Regions from separate parts of the Sus scrofa genome. Here regions 2 and 3 are each linked to region 1. Evidence: chromatin contacts called from public HiChIP or PLAC-seq data. All regions are on one chromosome and are shown on one strand. Each heading gives the region's core, a stretch centred on a gene start, on an enhancer-like site or on the middle of the called end of the contact. The rest is flanking DNA. Distances are from core to core; before and after follow the strand shown.

Evidence for each region. HiChIP or PLAC-seq counts read pairs in DNA pulled down with a chosen protein or histone mark.
Region 2: an H3K27ac HiChIP or PLAC-seq map of alveolar macrophages shows a contact between it and region 1. The contact joins two enhancer-like sites. A contact is called at or near these places in 1 of 47 Hi-C or Micro-C datasets (heart right ventricle) and 1 of 2 datasets of contacts at active chromatin or transcription factors (alveolar macrophages).
Region 3: an H3K27ac HiChIP or PLAC-seq map of alveolar macrophages shows a contact between it and region 1. The contact joins two enhancer-like sites. A contact is called at or near these places in 2 of 2 datasets of contacts at active chromatin or transcription factors (alveolar macrophages and skeletal muscle).

The regions. Positions count from the first base shown.
Region 1 is chr5:11,287,528-11,290,319 of Sscrofa11.1, forward strand. It overlaps a transcript of TXN2 not described here. Among named protein-coding and RNA genes, the nearest start is that of TXN2, 24 kb to the left of the region's middle. Within about 2 kb of position 1,379, at least 62 of the 83 cell types and tissues checked have an H3K27ac peak or open chromatin away from gene starts, as enhancers often do. A contact at or near this core is called in alveolar macrophages, where this site is marked.
Region 2 is chr5:11,521,933-11,524,724 of Sscrofa11.1, forward strand. LOC106510284 (apolipoprotein L3-like) reads right to left here. Exons shown (of 8, transcript XR_002343910.1): 5 at 1,299-2,127. Among named protein-coding and RNA genes, the nearest start is that of MYH9, 160 kb to the left of the region's middle. Within about 2 kb of position 1,414, at least 33 of the 83 cell types and tissues checked have an H3K27ac peak or open chromatin away from gene starts, as enhancers often do. A contact at or near this core is called in alveolar macrophages, where this site is marked.
Region 3 is chr5:11,449,987-11,452,778 of Sscrofa11.1, forward strand. MYH9 (myosin-9) reads left to right here. Exons shown (of 45, transcript XM_021091538.1): 38 at 1,239-1,332; 39 at 1,335-1,366; 40 at 2,257-2,345; 41 at 2,447-2,570; 42 at 2,758-2,792. Among named protein-coding and RNA genes, the nearest start is that of MYH9, 86 kb to the left of the region's middle. Within about 2 kb of position 1,400, at least 9 of the 83 cell types and tissues checked have an H3K27ac peak or open chromatin away from gene starts, as enhancers often do. A contact at or near this core is called in alveolar macrophages, where this site is marked.

The DNA of each region.
Region 1 (2,792 bases), core at 129-2,628:
CTTTCTAGGAGGGAAGCATGGAACAGCATGATGCCTCCAGGGAACAGCAGGGTCAGTGGTCCGTGTACTGAGCTGAGAGGGTCAACACTGGAGAGGCGGATAGTTTTCCACTTCTTTCCTTCTAGGTTCTTTGGCTGGTATATTGATATAAGATAGATTAATAGGAGAAAGACAAACCCAGGTTTACTAACACGTATATAGCTTCTGTGTGCATGGGAGAGACCCAGGAAACAGAGTAGCTATCCGAATGGCCAAAGCCATCACCTTAAACACAAAAGATGCTGGGGGTGGGAAGTCAGTTATGGGAGGTTCCCAGGCAAAGCACAGTAAAAGAGAGCGAGGTTCTTATGCAGATTTAAACCCTTATCTTCTCCTGGAGAAGAGTTTCTAAAATTTAGAGCCATCCTACTCTCCCTCCCACAGAGAGGGAGGCACACTTACAAATAGAAATTTCCCTTATAAATGTAAATGTTTCTTACAAAAAGGTAACTTATGCTCAGTTTTCATAGTTTCTCTCACATCTGCTCTTCTAAAAAAAAAAAAAAAAAAAAAAAAAAAATAGCCAGCTTAAAATAATCAGTATACCGGCGTTCCAGTTGTGGCTCAGCAGGTTAAAAACCCAACTAGTATCCATGAGGATGCAGGTTTGATCCTGGGCCCTGCTCAGTGGGTTAAGGATTCAATCTCTAGCCCGGGAACTTCCAAATGCCCAGGTTCACCTCCCTCAAAATAAAAGTCAATACACAGTCAGCAAAGCCTGTGGGCGCCTGAGAGGCTGTGAAGGGCTTTAATGAGTGGACTGGAGGTCACAGAAGAGCAAAGGACAGAGCAACTGAAAAGGGTCGAGGTTGTAAGAAGAATTTGGAGGGAGAAAACAGCAGGCCAGGTGACCAGCGCCCTGACTCACGCTGGACGCTTTCTCTTAGGTTTAGTCTTGTCCCACCAAGAAGGGTTCAGTCAACTGAACTCTTCCAGTGGATCCATGGCTGATGTTTAGCCAGGCCCAGGGCTGAGCCTGGGGTTACAGAGACTTCCCCAGTGCCAGTTAAGAAAAAGTGCCCACTCGGGGTAGCCGTGCCGCTCGGTGAGTGAGTGCTGCTCCAAGGTGAGCTCACTAAAGGTTCCCTCGTTGCCCCCAGGTGCTCCAGTGAGGATCTGTGACCTTTAAGGGGAAGAAACCTGCCCACAATCGCAACGGGAGTCAATCAAGTTCAGCCCAGGTAAGACGGGGCTGGCGCGGGTCTCAGCCCGGAGACCGGGGCCGGGGGAGCCCCGGGGCACTTGGGGGCACCACTGCAGGGGCGCGCCCTTGCGGAAAGTGTTCTGGCAGAGGTTCCGTCGGGCTTCGGGGCGGGGTCGGCCGGGTGGGACGCCCCGCCCCGCCCGCGCCGCGCCTGCCCATATAAGGTGAGCGCGGCCCCAGCGCCCTGGGAGAGCGGTTGTCGTCACCTGCGTCCGTCGGTTCGGTTCCCCCGGCGGCGGCGCAGCCCGCCCGCCCGCCCCGGGCATCCTTCCAAGGCCGCGCCCCCCAGCGCCTTCCTGCCGGGAAGCGCCGCCCCGCCTCGCTTTGCCTCTCCGTCTGGAGAGGCTGCCCTGGGGCATCGGCTCACATTAGGGCACTCAGGACTCGGACCGTGCCCGGCCCAGCCCGGGTCTGCGCACCTGCGGGTCCTGGAACTCGCCGAGCGAGCAGGCAGGGGTGGGTTTGGCCGAAAGTTAGAGAAGAGGGTAGTGCTGGGCTTCCGGAAAGCCAGGAGTAGAGTGGGAGGAAAGTCAGCCTCCTTTCAAGGATGGCCCAACCCGTCGGGCGCCTGCTAAGTGCCTGGCATCGAGCTCAGTTAAAAAAAAAAAAAAAAAAAAAGTTAATTGCTTCCACTAACTTGCATGGTATGGCTTAGTAAGAGCAATCACTCAAGAATCACAGGACTTGAGTCAGAATATTGCTATATTGCTTACTGGATCCGCCCAGGGGTAGGAAGTAACCCGAATCCTTGGTGTCTGAGTTCAGCCTTGGTCCCCGGTCTTGTTTGTCAATGTTAGGGGGGCATGGGTACAGTTTTTAAAAGCAGCGATGTGCTTATTTTTCTGCGTTGCAGTAAATCCTGGTTAGCATTAGGGAGAATGTCTTTTGCTGGATTTCTTTAACACATCCTTAAGCAATTTTTTTTTTTTTTTTTTTTTTAAAGCAAAGGAAAGATAGATCCCAGACTGGGAGCCTTGGGCAAGAGATAGGAGCTAGGTAAATTTAAAATTAAAAACACATGAGTTGTGTGTGTGTGTGTGTGTGTGTGTGAGATGATTTAAGAGTTTCCATTGGGAGTTTAGAATGACTTTGGCACTTGGCTTTCTATATATAGCTGGTGGTGACATAGTCCTTTAATATTTTTAGTATGAAAATGTTCACACATACAAGGGCATAGAGAATAATAGTACAGTGTTCACTTTCAAAATACATGCATGTTTTAACATGTGAACCGATTTTATTAAAGTATATTTGATTTACAATGTTGTGCCAATTTCTGCTGTACAGCAAAGTGACTCAGTTATATATATATATATATACTTTTTTCTTTTTCTGTCTTTTGTCTTTTTAGGGCCGCATCCACAGCATATGGAAGCTCCCAGGCAAGGGGTCTAATTGGAACTGTAGCTGCCGGTCTACACCACAGCCACAGCAACACTGGATTCAAGCCGCGTCTGCGACCTACACCACAGCTCACGGCAATGTCGGATCCTTAACCCACTTGAGTGAGGCCAGAGATCAAACCGGCGACCTCATGGTTCCTAGTCAG
Region 2 (2,792 bases), core at 164-2,663, 230 kb after region 1:
TGAGGTCAGTTTTTTAAGAAAGGGTAAGAGAGCTGAACAAACAATTTCTGGAAAAACAACTTGCCCAGGTTCACACAGCCCTTGGTGGGCAGAGCTGAGGGCAATACCAGGCCTTTTGACACTGGGTTTTTTTTTGTGGGGGGGATAAGAGAATTTAACAACCCCAAAGTTTGCCTCTGTCTGGATAAACACATAGATCTAAGATCACGCTCATCCTGTTATACTCCCGAGTCTATAGTTTGGCTTTTTTTAAAAATTGCTTTTTATGGTGACACCTATGGCATATGGAAGTTCCCAGGCTAGGAGTCAAATCAGAGCTGCAGCCGCCAGCCTACACCACAGCCACTCGGGATCAAAGCCGAGTCTGTGACCAACACCACAGCTCTCAGCAATGCCGGATCATTAAGCCATTGAGCAAGGCCAGCGATCGAACCCACATCCTGATGGATACTAGTTGGGTTCATTACCAATGAGCTACAGTGGCAACTCCTATAGTTTGGATTTTTACCTTAAAAAAAACCAGGGAATTCCTTTGTGGAGCAGGCAAAGACAAACAAACAGACAAAACCACAAAAAACAAACCCCCCCCCCCCCAGAGATCCTGCTGGGGATATTCTGCCGTGATCCCTTCTCACGTCCACCCTCCGGGCCGTCTTTCTGATTCTGGACACACAGGACCACCTCTTACATCTCCCACTACCACATCCTGAGCTGAGGCTGAAGCAAGGGCAGGAAGGCAAAGCCCTGCATCTCCCTGCTTGGACTGCTGTCCCTCCCCTCTCAGGGCTCAGTTTATCCCCAGGGCCTCACCCAGAGCAGACCCTCAGGGTGGGTCAACAAACCTTGATTCCTTGTATCTCAGAAGAAATCCCCATCACCATCAGCCTCAGCACCACACCTGGGGGGCAGCCTCCAGGAAGCCAGGACACAAGGAGGAGAGGCTCTAACCCCCACCCTCCTCCACCCCCTCTGCTTCCACCAAATTTCCCAGAGGGCTGAGCACCCCCACATCCACCAGACTCCTGGGGTCACCACTCACGTCTCAGGAGTTCAGATCTGGAGCTGGGCACACCTGAGCTCTGTGCTGTCTGGGGGCCCAGGGGGTGGGAGGAAGCAGTCAGACAAGCCTGCCTCCAAATCCAGGCTCTGCCACTGCTCAATGTGTGGCCTTGGCTCCATTCCCTGAGCTCTCGGAGCTTTGATTTCCCTTCCTCCGTAAATCAGTGACAACCACGCTTTTCTCAGAAAGTGGTCCTGAGGATGGGGAGGTGGGCGGGGTCCTCCCCTCCCCTGCTTACCCAGGAGTCTTCCTTGGGCTGAGGGTGAACACAAAGCAGCTCCTCTCACCGTGAGGATCTGGTCCCCAGCTGTGCGGCTCTGCAATAACCAGACACACCCTCTGGGCCCAGATAGAGCTGAAGAATCGAAAGAGAAAATGAAAGTGCTCTCTTCTGAGTCGCTCAGGTCAAACAAACACTCTGCCCGCCCACCAGGCCCCACCCTGGGCTATTCCCATCTGCCCTGCTGACTCCTTAGAGAACAACCCCAGCCCTGACATTCCAGGGTGTCCTTAGCTCAGCTCAGTCTGCCTCCCTTACTCACCTTTGTGCCATAAGCACTTGGCACAGTCCCAGAATATACCAGATGCTCACTGCATACTTATCATATTGTGGCTGCTCAATGTCACGCCCATGCCAGTTCTAGGCATTTGCTCACACTGGTTCTCTGCCAGGAACACCTGCTCCTACCACCTGGAAAAATCATGCTCATCTTCCAAAGCCCAAAGCTGACATCGCCTCCTCTGAGAAGCCCTCCGCGACCCTCCCCTGTGGAGTCCATTGTCCCCCGCTCTGCTGCCATGGAATCTGCGAGAGGGGCCTCCACTCCTTCGGTCAGGTCCCTCTAGACTTGTTCCCTGATGGCAGGGACAGCACCAGTACTTTCAGGTCCCAGCGACCTGCCCGAGGAGGCCCAGCCTTGGCGGTCAATGCCATTTGGATGGATGCAGAAGCTTGTGAGAAGGGCTGAGTGCGCTTTTCTACCCAGGTTTGTTTCCACTTGACAACAGATCTTCTCTCCAGGTGGAGGAATCTTGTAGGAAAGGCAGGGTGCTGGCAACCAGAAAACCTGTAAACAGAAAGCCAGTCCTGTTTTCTGTTTGGTTCCTGAACAAAGAGCCGCGGTGGACGGAGGGCTGAGCAGGCACCAGGTGCTGAGCTGGCACCATCCACACATTTCCTGTTTAACCCTCCCATCAGCTCCAGGAACTGCTGGCTCCATTTTACACATAAAGAAACTGAGCAGGTCCTACAGCCTCTAAGCCATGCAGCTGGACTGCTGTTGGACTTTTCTGATTTGCCCCCAAGGAGAAGGGACTACAGGGGCCTAGGAGCCCCACCCCCAACCCCCATGGAGGCCAGCCTCATCTTCGTCAGGGCTGCTTTATCCCTGGAAATGTCCCTGGGCCATTATGGCCTCTTCTCCCAGCTTTGAGGAGAGGCAGAAGGTTCTGGGTGTTATCCCATGAGGACCACACAGTACAGTTTGGTCTTGCAGTTACCCCATGATGCAGGCTAGGACTCTGATCTGATTTTGCAGGTGAGGAAGCTGAGGGGAGGAAAGAGGGAGGAGCTTTCTTCCAGCAATTCAGAGGAGAGGCCAAGATTTAACCCAAGTTTGACATTTGACACTTGCAAACATTGCTTCTTGGTTAAATTTTTTCAGTCACTTTTCCCCTATAAACTCCCTTCCTCCTGATTGTTCTCACTAGTATGACTTTAGTTTCACAGTCA
Region 3 (2,792 bases), core at 150-2,649, 160 kb after region 1:
GCTGGGAAGTGCCACCGTCCCCTCCCCAAGTGGAGCCCTCAGCTCCGTCTCAGGTGGAGACTCAGAGAGAGACCCAGAAGCTGAGTGGAGACAAAATAGAAGCACCCTTGCACAAAGATTGACTTTGAGCACATTAACAAAGAAAACAAGTATTAACCTAGAAATGAAGTGACGTTATAGTCACTGAGTCACCTAGTGGCAGATTTCCAGATAAACCACACCTGACCCAGATAGTGACCTGGTCCAGCCTTAATGGACGATGAAAGTTCTGAGCTGATGGTTCAGAGAAGCAGCCTGGAACACAGAACATATACTTGGCCTCATCAATAATTAACCAGTGATACGTTTCAAAAAGCAGTTCTGAGATGCCACCTCGTACCCAGCAAACCAGCAACAACAAGAGCAGACTTACGCATCTGGCAGTGGTGAGGTCGCAGGGCATAGATGCTCTCAGTGCTGGTGGCAGTTCTACCTGGTACCACCTGGCTGTGCCCAGCAAGGGTCACACCCTTTCCCCTGGGGATCCCACTTGGGATTCTATCTGCCAAAGGAAAAAAGAAGCTTTTTCTCAAGATCTTTAAAGTTAAAGAGAACCCAAGATCTTTCAAGTTAAAAAGAACCCAACCTTTGTTGGACATGTGACCGTGCCATGGGGTGGGACTAACCTGGCAGGTGGCCATTGACCTGGACCAGTGAGTGTGCAGAGGATGGCGCCAAAGCACAGGATCCACGTCCACAGGAAGTGGTAGAAAGCAAACAACAACGCAGCTGGGGCGTTCCTGTTGTGGCTTAGCGAGTTACAAACCCAACTGGTATCCATGAGTTGCAGGTTCTGATCCCTGGCCTCACGCAATGGGTTAAGGATCCGGTGTTGCCATGAGCTGTGATGTAGGTCACAGATGTGGCTCAGATCCCATGTGGCTGCGGCTGTGGTGTAGACCGGCAGCTGGAGCTCCAATTCAACCCCTAGGCTGGGAACTTCCACTGCCGCAGGTGCAGCCCTAAAGAGAAAACAAAAAGCAAAAATGCAGCTGGACCAACGCTGCCCCTAAGAGTGCTTTGTAAATCCTAATGGTCAGAAGGGCAAAAAACGCTAAAGAGACACTGTGTCTTTACCATTTTGCCTTTTTATAATTAAGTAGGTCGAATATGGTGGCAGGCTGAGAACCAGCCACCAGTCCCCGTTGGCGGGGTGTCCCTGTGGGGGGGGGGTGCTAAGCCTCTTGTCCTGCCCCCAGGCTCAGATGAAGGACTACATGCGGGAGCTGGAGGACACGCGTGCCTCCCGCGAGGAGATCCTGGCACAGGCCAAGGAGAACGAGAAGAAGCTGAAAGCATGGAGGCCGAGATGATCCAGCTGCAGGAGGTGAGCTGGGCCCTGCGGGAGCAGGACCATCAGGGCCACCGCCCTCTGGCCAGCAGGGGGCAGCTCAGGCTCCCCCTTCCTGCCTGGGCCGCCGGGCCAGGCTCCAGGAATGGGGTGGTGCTTCTTTGTGAACCAGTGCCCTGCGGGGCTTCATTAAGGAGCAGGGCTCCCTGGTGTGATTAAAACCTGCGTGTGAATTAAACTGTCACCACTTGGGACAGGCTCCCTCGCGTGAAATGAGGCTCTGTGCTAATCACCACCGCCTGCCGTGACTTGGCTGGCGCCTGGCGAGGAAGGCTCCCTCCCGGAGGCTTACCCCACCGAGTGTCCCCCTGGCGACCTCGTCCCCCACACGAGGCAGATTGCGAAGGCCTTGCCTGGGCTCTGGGCGGTGAGGTCACTGGCTGCTGGGTTCGGCCCCCAGCTGGGCCAGGCATCTGGGCTGACATGACCGGCTGTGTCCTCTGCACGTGTGGGTCTCTGGCAAGGCCTCCTCAAGGTCAGGGTGAACCCCTTCTCCCCAGCCGGCTTTCAGAGCCCTGGCTCTCTGGCCTTAGCTTACGTCTCTGTCCTGTCCTGTCCCCCTGGCTTCCTGTCTGCCCGGAATGTGGACGGGCCAGCATCCTGTTCGGCCGGGATGATTCCTTATTTTTTGCAACATCCCCAGCACCTGGCTTAGTTTTTAGCCCCGAGATAGGGGGGTTATGTAAACATCTGGTGCCTAAGCTTTGACCTCAGAGGGGCTCATGAGAATGGGCTTCGTGGAGGAGGCAAGCCTGGGAAGGGCTTCGAGGGGAGGGGCCGGGGGCTCAGAGGACAGGGGACGGAGGAGGTGGGCTGTCGGGGCTGCACGAGGCCGCAGCAGGTCACGGTCTGGGTTCCCGCGGCAGGAGCTGGCCGCCGCCGAGCGTGCGAAGCGCCAGGCCCAGCAGGAGCGGGACGAGCTGGCGGACGAGATTGCCAACAGCAGCGGCAAAGGGTGAGCAGGGCCGGCACAGCCTGTTCTGCGGGGTGAGGAGGCGGGCGCGGGGGGTACCCCCTGTGGTTCGGCCCTTCTCACTTCTCCCATGCCCACCTCAGGGCGCTGGCGTTGGAGGAGAAACGGCGCCTGGAGGCCCGCATTGCGCAGCTGGAGGAGGAGCTGGAGGAGGAGCAGGGCAACACGGAGCTGGTGAACGACAGGCTGAAGAAGGCGAACCTGCAGGTGGGTGGCCAGGGCTTTGCCCGTGGCGGATGCCTCCTGATGCTCAGGGAGAATGTCCTGGCACCTGTGTCTCCTTGGCGCTCTCTCTCGGAGTTTCTGGGCCCTTCCTGGTGATCGGGGGCCCTGCAGGGTCCCACTGCCCCAGCCTGGGGCCCGTCCTCGAGGTCACCAGCCCTTCTTTTCGCAGATCGACCAGATCAATACCGACCTGAACCTGGAGCG